Linked DNA regions of Mus musculus: region 2 is linked to region 1. Evidence: chromatin contacts called from public HiChIP or PLAC-seq data. All regions are on one chromosome and are shown on one strand. The core of a region is the stretch at or near the end of the contact, and the rest is flanking DNA. Distances in the headings are between cores, read along the strand shown. Region 1 overlaps Mad1l1 (MAD1 mitotic arrest deficient 1-like 1). Region 2 overlaps Mad1l1 (MAD1 mitotic arrest deficient 1-like 1).

Region 1 (6,596 bases), core at 148-2,647:
AAGTTGGGCATGGCCCAGTTAGGTCCTTCCACAGTCCCTCTCCCACTCTCTCTCTCCTCCCGTTGCCCTGCCCGCCTTGGCACGGGTAGGCTCACCTCCTGGTACAGACCCACCCAGTGAAGTGGTCCTGGCTTATCAGCAAGTGCGGGCTGAATGACACCCCGCCAATCAGTCCCTGCACTGTTCTGCCGTGTTCAAATGCCACCCGGTTCCCAGGTGCCTGCAAATCACCATAATTAGGGGCTGTTCACTTAAAATTAGAGCGCAATTTTTTAAAAAGCAAATTGCCCAGTTAGACGTGCTGGCTGCGGTTAGACATATTTATGGGCTACGTGCATGTGCCGTCTCTAGCTCCCTCTCCCTCTGTGCTGGGGACCAGCGCAGCAGAGATGAAGATGCCCACTGCTGACGATTGTCAGCCTCTGCACTTTGACCCATGCCTCCACCTCCAGCAGGAGTCTGATCCCAAGGCCTGCAGGGCTGTAGGGCTTTGGGTAGGGGATGTGACTTGTGTGTGTGAAGCCAAGGAGATCCAGACAGGGATGTTGGGGTGGCTGAGCACATGGCCAGAGGGATGCTAAGGACCTTCCATGAGCCAGCACTGGGTGAGTCCCTATCTGCTCAAGCCCAGGGAACATGGTGCCCTCCACAGTCTCCCTATTCCTCAGCATCTATACTTGGGATAGATGTCCCCTCTGCTCTGTTGACACTACAGTGGCTGCCATCCCCACCCTGGCTCACACTGTCAGTGTGTGCAGTGTGCAGGCCTTGAGAGCCTGTGCTATCTGGGTGGTAGAGACAGCAAACTACTTCAGTAAGCTCAGCCCAGGGACCCTTTTAATGACAGCCATTTTATACCTGCCCCAAGTCCCTCCCTCCTTTACCCACCAGAGCTCCCTCTCACCTAACCTGGGACCAGTGGCTCATGGGAAGTGCTGTGCCAGTGTGCTCTAGGATAGCTGGCATCCAGTATGACCAGGCTTCCATCTTCCTCCTGTGCCCCAAGTTGCTAGACCCCAGAAGGAACTGGCGGACATGAGTTCAGGATGATGAGGACAGGGCTGATAATGATGGACCCACGTGGAATTCCAAGAGTAGAAACTGTCTGTATGGCAAATGGCTTGCCTGGTGTCCCTGCTGAACTGTGCCAAGGAAAGTATCCAATGTAGTGTGAGCTAATGACAAAGCATGAAAAGAATTTACCATCCTGGCTAGGGGTGACCTTTCCCTCTGGAGCTGTGTGTGTGTGTGGAGGGGGGGGGGGTGAGGCTGGGCCTTGCAGCCCCTAACGAGTCTCAAACCCACAATTATTATTATTAGATGCTTTCTATTTATGAGCACTGCGTCCCCCAGGCTTGCGCTTTGCTTCAGAGTTCCACAGCTGCTCCTGCAGCTTTGGGAGGGAATGGAGGATACAGGGCAGGGACAGAGCCTGTGGGTTCTATCTAAAGGGCAGACAAGGGAGCCCTGGCCCTTCACAGGTTTCCTATATGCTCGGAGGCTACGGGGGCCCAGGACATCCTAGAGAAGAGGGGGCAGAGAGGAAAACAGTAGTGGACGGGAGGCTGTGCAATTCAGCCCTGAGGAAAGGGGAAAGGCAGGAAGTCACTTTTCTACAGCCCGGACACTGGAGTGTGGGAGAGCCAGGGCACCCGGGTTGCTCTGCTCTGAAGCCTTGGTCATCTTGCCAACGGCAGGGAGACACAAAAGTTGAGCTGGTCTCCTCCCTCGTCTGTCTGCCACCTACAGGGCCCTGGGTCTCTGAGAGTGGCTTTTCCTGGAGCCATCATACTTAGAGCGTTGACATCACCTGGTGAGATACACCCCAGCTGTCACTCTTAGTTGCTGCGTGACCAGGGTGTAACACTGTTTTCCTTCTCTGAGCTAGTATCCTCATATAAAACAGGGACTGGTGCCTTTGTGGGGGGCCGTAGGAGATTCAGAGGCTCCAACCCACGTGCAGAGCTCTCGGTCAAGGCAATGGAATAGGAATTGAGTCACTTAACCCTAAGAAATAGTCCAAATGAGACAAGGAGCCAGGGAGAGGTCTCATGGGTAAAAAGCCCATGGTACCCACGAGGAGCTAAGTCCAGGTCTCTTGTATGCTTCTAAAGTCAGGGACAGCAGTGCAGATCCGTAACACTATTCTAAAGCCAGACATGGCAGGAAGCATCTATAACCCTGCTCTAAAGCCAGGGATGGCACATCTGTGACCCTGTCTCTAGGAGAGCTGAGACAGGCAGATTCCAGCCAGCCTAGCTGAGCCAGTAAGCTGCAGCTTCACTGAGAGATCCTGCCTCATAAAATAAGATAGAGAGTTGGCCAGAGGGCTCAGCAGGTAGAGGTGCATCACCGAACCTGATGACCTGAGTTTGATCTTTCAGACTCACATAGTAGAAGCAGAGAACCAACTCTCCTCTGGCCCCACTAACGTTGTGCACGTGCCCCACCCCATAAGTAAACAAATGAAGGCATTGAGGAGATGCCCCCCCACAAGCATATGGACTCCTGTAACCTACTACATGTGCATATATGCATGCATATAGTCACTCATACAATCACACATGTGAAAGGTACCACAAACCACAAACTATGAAGCACAGTTTTCAAGTCAAGGGACCTAAAGGGACAAATAGAAATGGGGGTCCTGAGGTTGCAGGGAGAGGGCTGACGTGGGAGAGGAGGAGATGACTTCAAGTGTGCTCTCTTCTGTTGGATGGTGACTGGCAACTGGTGTAAAAAGCCACCTGGCCAGAACAAATTAAAAGACCAGAGGGAAGCCAGCCAGCACTTGTAGCTCCCAGGGCTGAAAACTGCCCTCTCTCCCAGCCCCAGGACAGCTTGTGGGGACTCAGGAGACACTGAAAAGGTTTGACATCAGTGGCAGGGCAGAAGGAATCCCTACAGTTGGGTCCTACCTCACAAATCTTAAACCAAGGTCTCCAAGGTTCAAACTGCTTCCAGATAACTCTACTGCAAAGTCAACAATATTTACTGTAATCTACAGAAGTCTGGGGCCCAGACAAGGCAGAGTCAGTACCCACTGATGGTCAGCTGGTTACCGGAAAACTCAGGAATGCACGGCTCACAGAGAAAAGAAATGAGGACTAGGGGACAGCCCTCATGGGTAACATTACCTCACCGTTATTTCACACCATGTGACCAAAAGCTCAGAGACAGAAAAGCAGGAGAAGGCCCAGCCCACCCCACAGTGAGCATGGCCCCAAGAAACAGGATGAGCAGGGCCACACACTGCCCTGAGAGGATGAGTAATCTCAGAGACGCCAGGGGAGGAGATACCAAAATGACAAAGGAGAAATCACCCACCCATCTATGGGTAACATGACAGGGTCATATGACAGGGCTCCACATACATCTAGAGTCCAAAGCAGAGGCCAGAGCATAGTGGTGCCTGTGAACAGCTCTCAACAAACCACATCCAGGTAACACAGCCGCATCAGTCCCCACCCTTGGCTGGGATCGGCTTCAGACCAGCTGTGTGGCACCAAGCTGGGAGGGTTCTGCTACCTCACACTCAGCTCTGATGGTGCTGCTGGACTCTCTACTTCCAAGTGAGCAGCCCCGTGTGTGACAGAGAACTGACAGAGGCTTCCAGGCAGCAGCTACGGAGGAAACACCCTGGTGACGGCTCTGTGTAAGGGTCTGTACCCATCCTTCCCAGGAGACCCTAGGTGACTGCGGTCAAGGGAGCCCTTGAGCAGTGCCTCCTCAGATCCTGCCTTCAGAACTGGCCACTGGGAGCTGTTATCCAGTGATGTGTAACCGACATGGGGGATGGAAAGATTCTTGAGGAAATGACACACACTCCAAACAAGGCAAGAAGAAAACGGCATCAGAACACACACCTCCAGCTTGCTCACCTTCAGGGAAAACAAGATCTCCAAGCAGCTGGTGGGGCAGAAATGCTTTCTCTACAGAGGAACGAAGATAAGAGCGGCAGTGTATTTCTCCCTGAAAACAATGACGGTAAGGAGATAATGGGGTGTCTCAGTGAGGGTTTCCTTGCTGTGAGCAGACACTACGGCCAAGGCAACTTTTACAAGGACAACAATTTAATTGGGGCTGGCTTACAGGTTCAGAGGTTCAGTCCATTATCATCAAGGCGGAGGCATGGCAGCATCCCGGCAGGCATGGTACAGGAGGAGCTGAGAGTTCTACATCTTATTCTGAAGGCAGCTAACAGAATACTAGCTTCCAGGCAGCTAAGGTGGGGGTATTAAAGCCCACACCCACAGTGACACACCTACTCCAACAAGGCCATACCTCCAAATAGTGACACTCCCTGGGCCAAGCATATTCAAACCACCACAGGGGGCAACAAAGAGTGGACCAGCAACCCTGAACTCAACACCTGTGGGATAACAACCTTGAAGGGTCTTCAGACACACAAGGCCTACAAGCCTGACTCCCAAGCTGATCTATACAATAAAGCAACCATTCATCAATCCACTCACCCATCTACTTAGCCATTTTGCATTTCTGAGGATGGACCCCAGAGGCGCATGCATAACAGTAAGAGCCTCTGCTGAGCCTCTCTCCAGGCTCAGGAGGACTCTGGGCTCTCTACCACTCAGCCATACCTCTAGCCACTTACATAGATGATTTCTAAAAAGCTGTGGTGGCGCACGCCTTTAATCCCAGCACTCGGGAGGCAGAGGCAGGCGGATTTCTGAGTTTGAGGCCAGCCTGGTCTACAAAGTAAGTTCCAGAACAGCCAGGGCTATACAGAGAAACCCTGTCTTGAAAAACCAAAAACCAAAAACCTGTCAACCCTACTCAGCTCTGTTATGAAATCAAAATCTGAAGACATCCTAAAGAAAAGGCACAAACTACAAAACAAGGGCCCTCTCACCGTGCAGTGAAACTACCTTACAACTGTGTGTGAGCCACTTGTGTAACTACCTTTGCACATGTATGCTCACACGTGTGAAGGCCACAGGTCAACCTTGGATGTTAGTCCAAGTACAGTCTGCCTTGGATTTTATTTTTTGAGACAGTCTCTCCCTGGCCTGGTGTCCACTGATTAGGCTGGCCAGGCTGGCATGAGCCTCAGGGATCCTCCTGTCTCTATCTCCCCAGCACAAGGATAGAAGCCTGAGCCCCAATTTTAAAAATGTATATTTCTGGGGATTAAACTCAAGTCTTCACGCTTGCAAGGCAAACGTTTTACTGACTGAGCCACTCCCCAGCCCCTCTGCCTCCACATCAGTCACATTATATAGCTGCAAAAAAAAAAAAAACACTGAAAGATGCTTTGTTTTCCAGTTTCTCAGTCATGGCAGGAGCCATGGCAAAATAGAACCCTTAGAGCCCTTTGGCTGAGAAGCAGAGGAGAATACTGGGGCCAAACAGGACGACATAGGCCACATAGCACTAAAGGGTACACACCTAATGACCTGTTTCCTCTAGTAAGGCCCTACCTCCTAAAGTCTCCAGACTTCCCCAGGTAGAGTAACCTGCTGGGACCAAGTGCCTGCCCATTCCAAACAGTAACCCACTCAGGCTTCTCCAAGAATACAAGGTTGCCTGGCACTGGAGACTCATGGTGACTCAACTATTACCCATGAAAAAGAAAGCACACATTCACCTCAAACCAGATATACAGAGTGTGTAAGTTAACACATTTTATGTGTGTGGCTCTGTGGGGGGAGGGGGTGTTTGCTCAGGTGTATGTATGTTTATGTGCACGTGGAGGCCAGAGGACAGCCTTCTTCATCACTGAGATAGGATCTCTCATAGATCCGGAATGTGGCTGCCTGGAAAGCCCTAACACCTACTGTTGTCTGCCTCCCCAGTACTGGTGTGACAAGTGTGAGCCACTGTGCCTGACTTCTTATGTAGGTTGTGGGTCTCAAATGCAAGTCCTTGTAGCTATAGCAAGTATTCTTATCTAGTGAGGCACTTTCCCAACATGCATTTTTCAAAAACAAACATAAAACAAAACAAACCCAAGCATCCTTGCAAAGTAGAATCGGACCAGGAGTGCATGTGAACAGCACACGGTGGAACCCATCCCTGAGGGGCAGGAGTGAATGCTCTCTCACAGGAGAGAGAAGATGGAGATGCCTACACACCACCTCTATGCAGGCGGCATCCTAGGGTGTTCGACATGAACAACAAACAGAAATGAAAAGTGTAAGCCAATATTTTTTATAACAACACTGAAACATGAATCACCTAGGGAAAGATTGAGAGAAGATTGAGGCAGCTGCAGGATGGAGATGAGAAGACGGGCTCAGAGGAAGCCCTCTTCGGCTGGGAGCTGCGTTGCTAAGATGCAGCATCCCCAGACAATCTGCACAGTTGGTGCATGCCCAGTCAACACCCGAGCTGCCTTCCCGCTTCATAGAATATGAACGGCTGAGACTAGAGTTTGGAAGGAGATCTACATACCCTGGGATTCCCACATGATCTGAAAAAGAGCAAAGCTGGAGCAAAAAAAAATTTTTTTTCAAAAAAAAAAATTGACTAGCTGGGCAAGGATGAAGCAGTAACAAGCACAGATAGAGGGGTGGTGGTGGCTCACCCTGAGGCTGACTCAGGTTCATGGCCAAAGCACAAAGGTAACTCAGTAT
Region 2 (7,338 bases), core at 4,110-6,609, 240 kb after region 1:
CAGGTTGATGAGAGCTAACACGTCCATAGCACTGACTCTTCTGTCCATGAGCATGGGATGTCTTTCTGAGCATTTATAGCTCTGATTTTTTTTTCAAACTCATAATTCTCCCCTTATTGACTATACCCATATTCGCAGCCTTTTTCTCTCTATTGGCTAGTATACATGTAAGTAGCAGTCTGTTTCTGAGTTTGCACACTGAGCCTGGCACACTGACCTCATCATTGCTTTCTGATCTAAAGCACTGTGCTGCTCTATAGCTCTTCTGTTACTGAGTCTCTGGATTCCAGACAGACAGAGACAGTCAAACACACACACACACACACACACACACACACACACACACAGAGGAGGGGAGAGAGGCAGGGGGAGAGAACAGTAGCCCATCACAACCATATTCATACTACAACAAGCTGCACACCCCCCAGTCACCAGATTTCAACAGACCACTACAGCAGCCTGATCGCTGAGGCAGACATGGGAATCCAGTGCTTCACCTTTAACCAAACGTAAAGGAGGTGGCACATCACTGTTCTCACTAAACCTGGCAGAGTATTGGAAACACCTTCCTAGGGGGAAAAGAGAATGCAGAGGCTGAAGGAAGGGTTGGAGTGCCAGGGAACAGAGACTTCTGGCAATGACATGTCTGTTGCGGTTATAAGTACATAGCAGCTACGATCACACACAGATATTGGGCCCAGATTGGACCAGCCAACAATCCATTATGGATGGAGGAGGGACTTAGGAGGTCTCGACTCTCCCTAAGGAGAAACTGGCCGTTCACAGCTGCTGGGTGCAGTGGTTCAAATGAGAAATGATCCCCACAGGCACCTGTATTTGAACACTTGGCCCCCAGTAGTGATGATGTTGTGGAGAGAGCTTGTGGAGACTTTAGGAGACAGCTTTCTGGAGGAAGTGACTGGGGACAGGCTGAGAGTCTACGGCCTTGCCCCACTTCAAGTTTACAACTGAAGATGAGACAGATCTCTCGCCTTCCTGCTGTGGCCACTGAGACTTTGCACTACCTCTCTGGCCAGTATGGACCCTCTCCGGAACTGTAAGCCAAAATAAACAGTCTTCCATAAACTGCTTTTGGTTGTGGTGTTTCACGACAGCAACAGAAAAGTAACTGCTACACCAGGAGAGGGTGATGTCCTTCAGTGCTATACACTACAAAGTTGTCCTTCTCCAGTAAATAAGCCTCACTCGACAAACTCAGTAGGTCACAAAGAAAAGAGTAAAGACATTAGAATGCCGCAGGTGCTAACTACAAAGAACATTGAGTTCAACAGGAGAGGAAGGGAGATAAGCAAGAGTGATAGGGCAGGGTGATACATAAGTACTTTATATATTCATAGACAATAAGTGACTTTAAATGAAAGAATTTAACATAAATATTAATTGTATATGTTTATTAATTATTATATGTGTGTGTTTGTGCTTGGCACATTAAAGTTGTTGTGTTGGTTTTTTGGGGGGAAAGGCTGTTGTTTTTTGTTGTTTTACTTTGTTCTTCCATTTTTTTGGGGGGTTTTGAGGCTAGGTCTCTCTTTGTGTGGCCCTGCTGGCTAGCTTAGAACTCACTATGTAGACCAGGCTGGCCTCAATCTCACTAAGATTTGTCCACTTTTGCCTCCTGAGTGCTGGGATTAAGGGTGTATACCACCATGCCTGGCATGCATATTTTATTTATTTAAACCTACATACATGCATACATACATACACACACATATATATGTGTGTGTGTGTATATATATATATACACATATATATATATATATGAATAATCTTAATTTTAAAAAAAAGATAAACCCTGATGCAAGTCTCAATTATAAATACTTTGTCTTCAGTGACTGCTATGCTGGGTTCCTGAAACCAGATGCCAAACAGCACTGACACGGGACCAAGGGTTGCAAGCTGAATGTGCCCACCACTTCTCTGCTGCAACTCAAGTGCACTGGTAAAGAGGGAAAGGCAACTAGTCTGGGCCTTGATGAAGCCTCAGCTGTCTCCCCGACGGTCTCCTTAAGCAGCTAGGTGGGAACCTGTGGGACCGGCAAGTGTGAAGGAAGCATTGCTGGGAAGGGGACCCCCAAGTTTACCCTTCCCAGCCTTCCCACTGATCCTCTGTTTATCCTTCCACATCACAGGGAACTCCTTTCTGATAGGGATCACAGCTCTACTGCACGCCACCTCCATCTCATGCTGGCTCATGAATGAGCAGTGCTTGATAGCACGAGGGCCAGTGCCATATTTCCCAGTCTCAGGAACACCAACACTCTATAAAAAACTGTGTCTATTGGCCCAGGTTTTAAGAACTGTCAGGAATGGAGGTCTCATAACCCAGAGAAAGCCTTGACTGATCTGGCTTGAAAAAGTACTGCCCAATGGGACACTGTGAGACAGAGATAACAGACAGGCCCGTGTTCAGACCCAGATGGCCACAGGGACTGGCTGGAAGACAAGGAGTGTGCCATCTAAGGGTCATGAATCTCCACAGGCCCTTTATGAGCCACAGCTCCCATTCTCCCCAGCTACACAGCTGGCCCTAGAGACCCCTCAGAGGCATATGACAGATGCCCTGATATGGAGCATACTCATTCCAGCCTCAAACCAAGGGCACTAACAGCCAAGCAAAGACTGGCCTTGAGCTGGGAGTGCTTAGAACTGGGACCCTGAGCCACAGGACAACCCTCTTCCAGGCTCATGGGTCTGTAACCAAGGCTGGAAAGCAAGAGAGCTGCCCAGCCCTAAACCCAGCAAGCACTTCTGCCCTCATCAAGAATGGCTGCCTCCCTTGGTTTTGGCCCTGAGAACTGCAGTGCACTCACATCAAGCCAGCCAGATAGGCCAGGCCAGAGTTAGGGTCTCTATACAAAGGACCTAGTTAGTAGCAGCTCAGGTAACAGTAACCTGGCCAATGCCACCTTCCAGTCATTGACAAAGGGAGGCATCTCTCACTGCCCTCTGGTGACAGGCAAAGTGATGCCACTCCAAAGGAGTCCCAAGGAATGGCCACAGTATGCCTGCATTCCAGTCATGACTAGGCTGCTAAGCGGTTCAGGTGAGGCCTGCAGCTGCTGGCAGGGGAAGGGTGTCAAATGCTCAGCGGTTCCCAGGGGCTACAGCCTCAGCAGAGACTCCTAAAGCTATGTGGAATGCAGATGGCACTACTCAGTTGCTCTTTCCTACACACTGTTTTCTGCACATCTGCTTTCTACTACTGATACAATCATGTCTATTGCTGTCTCCTTGGGCTTCCCAGACACCATGGTCTACAAGAAGGCCTCACTGAGTTGACCAAACATGATGTCATGCTTAGGAAAGGGATGTAAAGGACAGAGACAAGAAATTATGCGTATTAAGTCTGCCTCTGTCAAAGTGATGTCAAATTCTTAAGAGTCCCTAAAGGCTCTTCCAGCCAAGTATTTACTGTTCAAACCTTAGAGCCCTGCACTGATCCGCTGCCTCGTGCTAGCCAGCCACTGACCAGAAGAGCACAGCCACACCTCTATGGATCTCTGGAACCTACCCAATGCCTACTCAACTTGCCCCCCACCCCAGCCAAGGCTAGTCCACTAAATTTCCTTCCTTGGCTCCTCCACTCTCTCCGTCTACAGTGCTCTCCAATGGGCTTCCTACAGACAGACATCCCAGAAGCAAAGGCTCAGACAGCTCCAGATGTAAAACTGGCAGTCCTACTAGGTCTGTCTGGCCCATGACCCTTATAGGACTATGGAGGGAGAAGGGAGTGGTTGCTTCTTGTCTCTATAGAAAAGGAAAGTGCAAAGACACTGGTCCTTCAAATCCCTATTCACCAGCTGCAGAACAAGGAGTACCTGAGGCCAAGGCAGGGACACGTAATGACAACGGCATCTCTAACTCTGCCACTTCTAAAACGACAAGCTTTATCTGTCTTAATTTTTCTTCCAAAAAAAAGGGGGGGGGCAGGAGGATGTGGGAACAGGAGACTTGAGTTTGGATCACTGAAACCCTCCAAAAAGCCAGGGGCAATAGTGGATGTCTGTAACTCCAGCGCTGGGAAGGAAGAGACAGGACACTGGAGAAGCTTGTCTACCTAAATCAGTGAGCTCCAGGTTCAAGCAAAAGACATTGTCTCAGAAAGTGAGGGTAATGGAAGAAGACACCCTTGGCCTTCATGTACACACATATACACACATGTACACATACATACAAATGAATGAGGGGAAAAATGGGGATGGTGTCTTCAGGACTCTATCAGGAAGTAAGGGTCACATCAGAGGGATCCAGAGTATGACAAGAAAAGGACATGGCTGTGGGCATGCTGTGAGCCATGCTGTGTATTGTATGCTGTATGCTGGACACGGGCTGGGCAGAATTGAGAGAGGACCATGGGACAGGGCAGCTCCCATGGCAACAGAGCTAAGCACTCAGAAAGTGATTGCATTGGGGTAGATGGGGGTGACGTTTTCTCTGGTGCTTGAATAAAAGAGGGAGTTTCACATTTTATCCACTTCTACATTCCTTAACAATAAGAGCTTATTTAAAAACCCATGAATATGTAAATACCATTTTAAATATGGATATGCAAGACATACAGAGCAACAGTCCGTGTGGGTGAGAAATGTTAACCGCAGCTCCCCTAGTTGAAGAGCCAGCACAAGCAGACTAAGAGGGCCGGGTCTGGAACGCTGGCCCTCCCCAACTCCATGACTGGGTGGTTGGGGCTGGGTAGGCCTGGAGCACAGCAACCTGGCCCTTGAAGAAGGAGTATGCACATCTTCCCACCACACACAGGGCCTATCATCAAGGGGCCTTTCACCCTCACAGCTGTGTATCTCCACAAATTCAGTAAAGGACCCAAGCCTTGCTCTGTATCCCAGGATGCACTGGCCATCCTTTTGGGGATGTGGGTACCCAGACTTGGTCTCAAGGCAAAGCAGTAGAAGAGAGGCAGCCTGAAACAGGAATGTCTTAAACAGAGCCAAAGCCAAGCTAGGGTTGGGGCTTATATCACTACACACACACATACATTCTCTCTCTCTCTCTCTCTCTCTCTCTCTCTCTCTCTCTCTGTCTCTCCCCCCCCCTGTCTCCCCCTCCCTCCCTCCCTCCCTCCTGGACTCACCAGCCCACCCCAGCAAAGAATGGGAAGGTAAAGATTATACAGCTCAAGAGCAGAAGTGAGCTCCAGGTAGGCACCTATGACAGATGCCCACCCATCTCAAGGTCTTTCCAGCCTCTCTTTATCTCTCCACTCTCTCTCCTACTAACTGGTCACAAAATTTATAGACTTGGTTTGGATGCCTCCACTGGGGAGGCTATGGAAGGAAGCTTTGAGGAGTGAGCAGATAGGGCTCGAAATGCTGCAGGCACCATCTCATGTCCAAAGCTGGGCACTGCAGCCAGCTGCCAAAGCCTTCTGAAGCTGCCCTATGCTCAGAGCATAAACCTGGCCCGGCTCAAGCACAGACAGCTCTTGACAGTGCTATTGGGTTCTGTTCCTGGAAGGAAGGAAACACACACAGGCAAGAAGAGGGGGGTATCTTAAAGGGGGTGGGGATCAGGCTCGGACAGAGAGGCTAGGAATTCCCAGCTATGGTGGGCACTGTGGGAGCCTCCAGTTAAACTTGCCTGCCTTCATGTCCCCTTCAGAACACAGTGTGATAAGGGGACTGTATAAGCAGGAATAGTATCAGAGATCAGCCCACTGGGTCCCTAAACCTCAATAGCAGCACTCTGGGCCTGTTCTATGGAACCTGAACTTACCAGATGGAAGGTGACAACCTGTACACAGGAACTAACAAAACACTGCTACACAGCCATGCTCAAAGCCTTTGTCTGATAGGGATATCAGAGGAAGAGATGGTAAGTAGGAGCCATTACTTGGTAGGTAAACTGTCTTGAGCTTGGACTAGCCCATTAGTCAAATACCACAATGCCTAGTGCATTCTGCAGTCTGGGATATAACAAGACCAGATCAATTTGGTGTGGGCAGCCTGCATAGCCATGCCCAGGTTACTATGTGAGTGGTTCTGGGAGGCAGGCTCAGTGTTGACCCACAGTTGACATAAAAGTTAAAGAGAGCCGGGCGTGGTGGCGCACGCCTTTAATCCCAGCACTCGGGAGGCAGAGGCAGGTGGATTTCTGAGTTCCAGGCCAGCCTGGTCTACAGAGTGAGTTCCAGGACAGCCAGGGCTACACAGAGAAATCCTGTCTCAAAAAAAAAAAAAAAAAAAAAAAAAGTTAAAGAGAATCAGGATAGAGGGATTCCCTGCTGAGCCACTCCAGCTTCCAAAGAAAGGCCACAGAGCCCACTGTCACAAGGAAGGGAAAGGTAGATGTGTGGGTAGGAGGTAAACGTGCATAGAGTCAGACATCCTCAGACGACCATGAGTCCTAGCCAGGCACTCCTGGGTCTGCAGGTGGCTAAGAGCAGCATACTCCTTGCAGGACAGCCATGAGCTCTATGTCACTAGTGCTGCAGAAGGCACGAGAAAAGTGCTCAGACTCAGGTAGCCACTCTCCACATTCCAAGGCAAATTTTAAGCTGCTTAATACCAGTTCTGGTATTACAGGATCTAAACAAAACATCTTAGCATCTGCTAAGAAATGTTCCCTCAACAACTTTTATAGCCGGTGGAATGCATACAGCTTACACAAGTTCCATGCTTCTGTATCTCCACACCTGTCCCTGTCCACACAAGTACACGCACCCCACATGCATGGGCACTCATCATGCATAGTTATATGTTGCCCCCTCACCTGCCTCCATTGCACCCTGCGTCTCTGCAGACGGCCCAGGGTGACACCATTGCTGCCCAACACTGCCACTGCCAGACCTGTGCCGAGGCCCAGTGCACACAAAGCCCTACCAGAATGGAACTCTGCCTCTTCCCACTTGGCACAGCCTCAGGTCTGGCACAGAATGCCTCCCATGTACCACATGAGAGGAAACTGGGGACAGCTTATTGCTTAGGCTCTGAACAGAAATGAGGGTGTGGCCTCCAATCAAATGCTATACTTATAATGCTAAGCCATTCAGCTACCCTAGGCTGAAGCAGGTAGGCTGGGGGTGGCTGAGAGCTGACAGATGCTACGTACACTACTGGTGCCAAATTGCAGACCAGCCAAAGGCAATGCAAGGCACTAAGTCCCCAGCTCTGCTGCTGCCACACTTGGTAAAAACAGGGACCCAAAGTGACAGAATAGAGGACAGCAGGGAAGGGAGACAAAGATGAGCTTACAAGCCACAGACAACACCACAAGTCCCTAAGAAGCCAGAGCCATCACAACACCCCATTCTCAAGCTGATGGGAACTTTATTTACTCAGTAAATACCTCTTGGGAATGAAC

What was found. HiChIP or PLAC-seq counts read pairs in DNA pulled down with a chosen protein or histone mark.
Region 2: an H3K27ac HiChIP or PLAC-seq map of VIP interneurons shows a contact between it and region 1, with 3 times the contacts expected there. The contact joins two enhancer-like sites. A contact is called at or near these places in 4 of 115 datasets of contacts at active chromatin or transcription factors (SST interneurons, VIP interneurons, astrocytes and 1 more).

What each region holds. Positions count from the first base shown.
Region 1 is chr5:140,012,659-140,019,254 of GRCm38.p6, forward strand. All of the region lies in intron 17 of Mad1l1 (MAD1 mitotic arrest deficient 1-like 1), which reads right to left. Among named protein-coding and RNA genes, the nearest start is that of Gm30492, 80 kb to the right of the region's middle. Within about 2 kb of position 1,398, at least 29 of the 459 cell types and tissues checked have an H3K27ac peak or open chromatin away from gene starts, as enhancers often do. A contact at or near this core is called in VIP interneurons, where this site is marked.
Region 2 is chr5:140,245,207-140,252,544 of GRCm38.p6, forward strand. The region is part of intron 10 of Mad1l1 (MAD1 mitotic arrest deficient 1-like 1); the gene reads right to left. Among named protein-coding and RNA genes, the nearest start is that of Gm16120, 41 kb to the left of the region's middle. Within about 2 kb of position 5,360, at least 23 of the 459 cell types and tissues checked have an H3K27ac peak or open chromatin away from gene starts, as enhancers often do. A contact at or near this core is called in VIP interneurons, where this site is marked.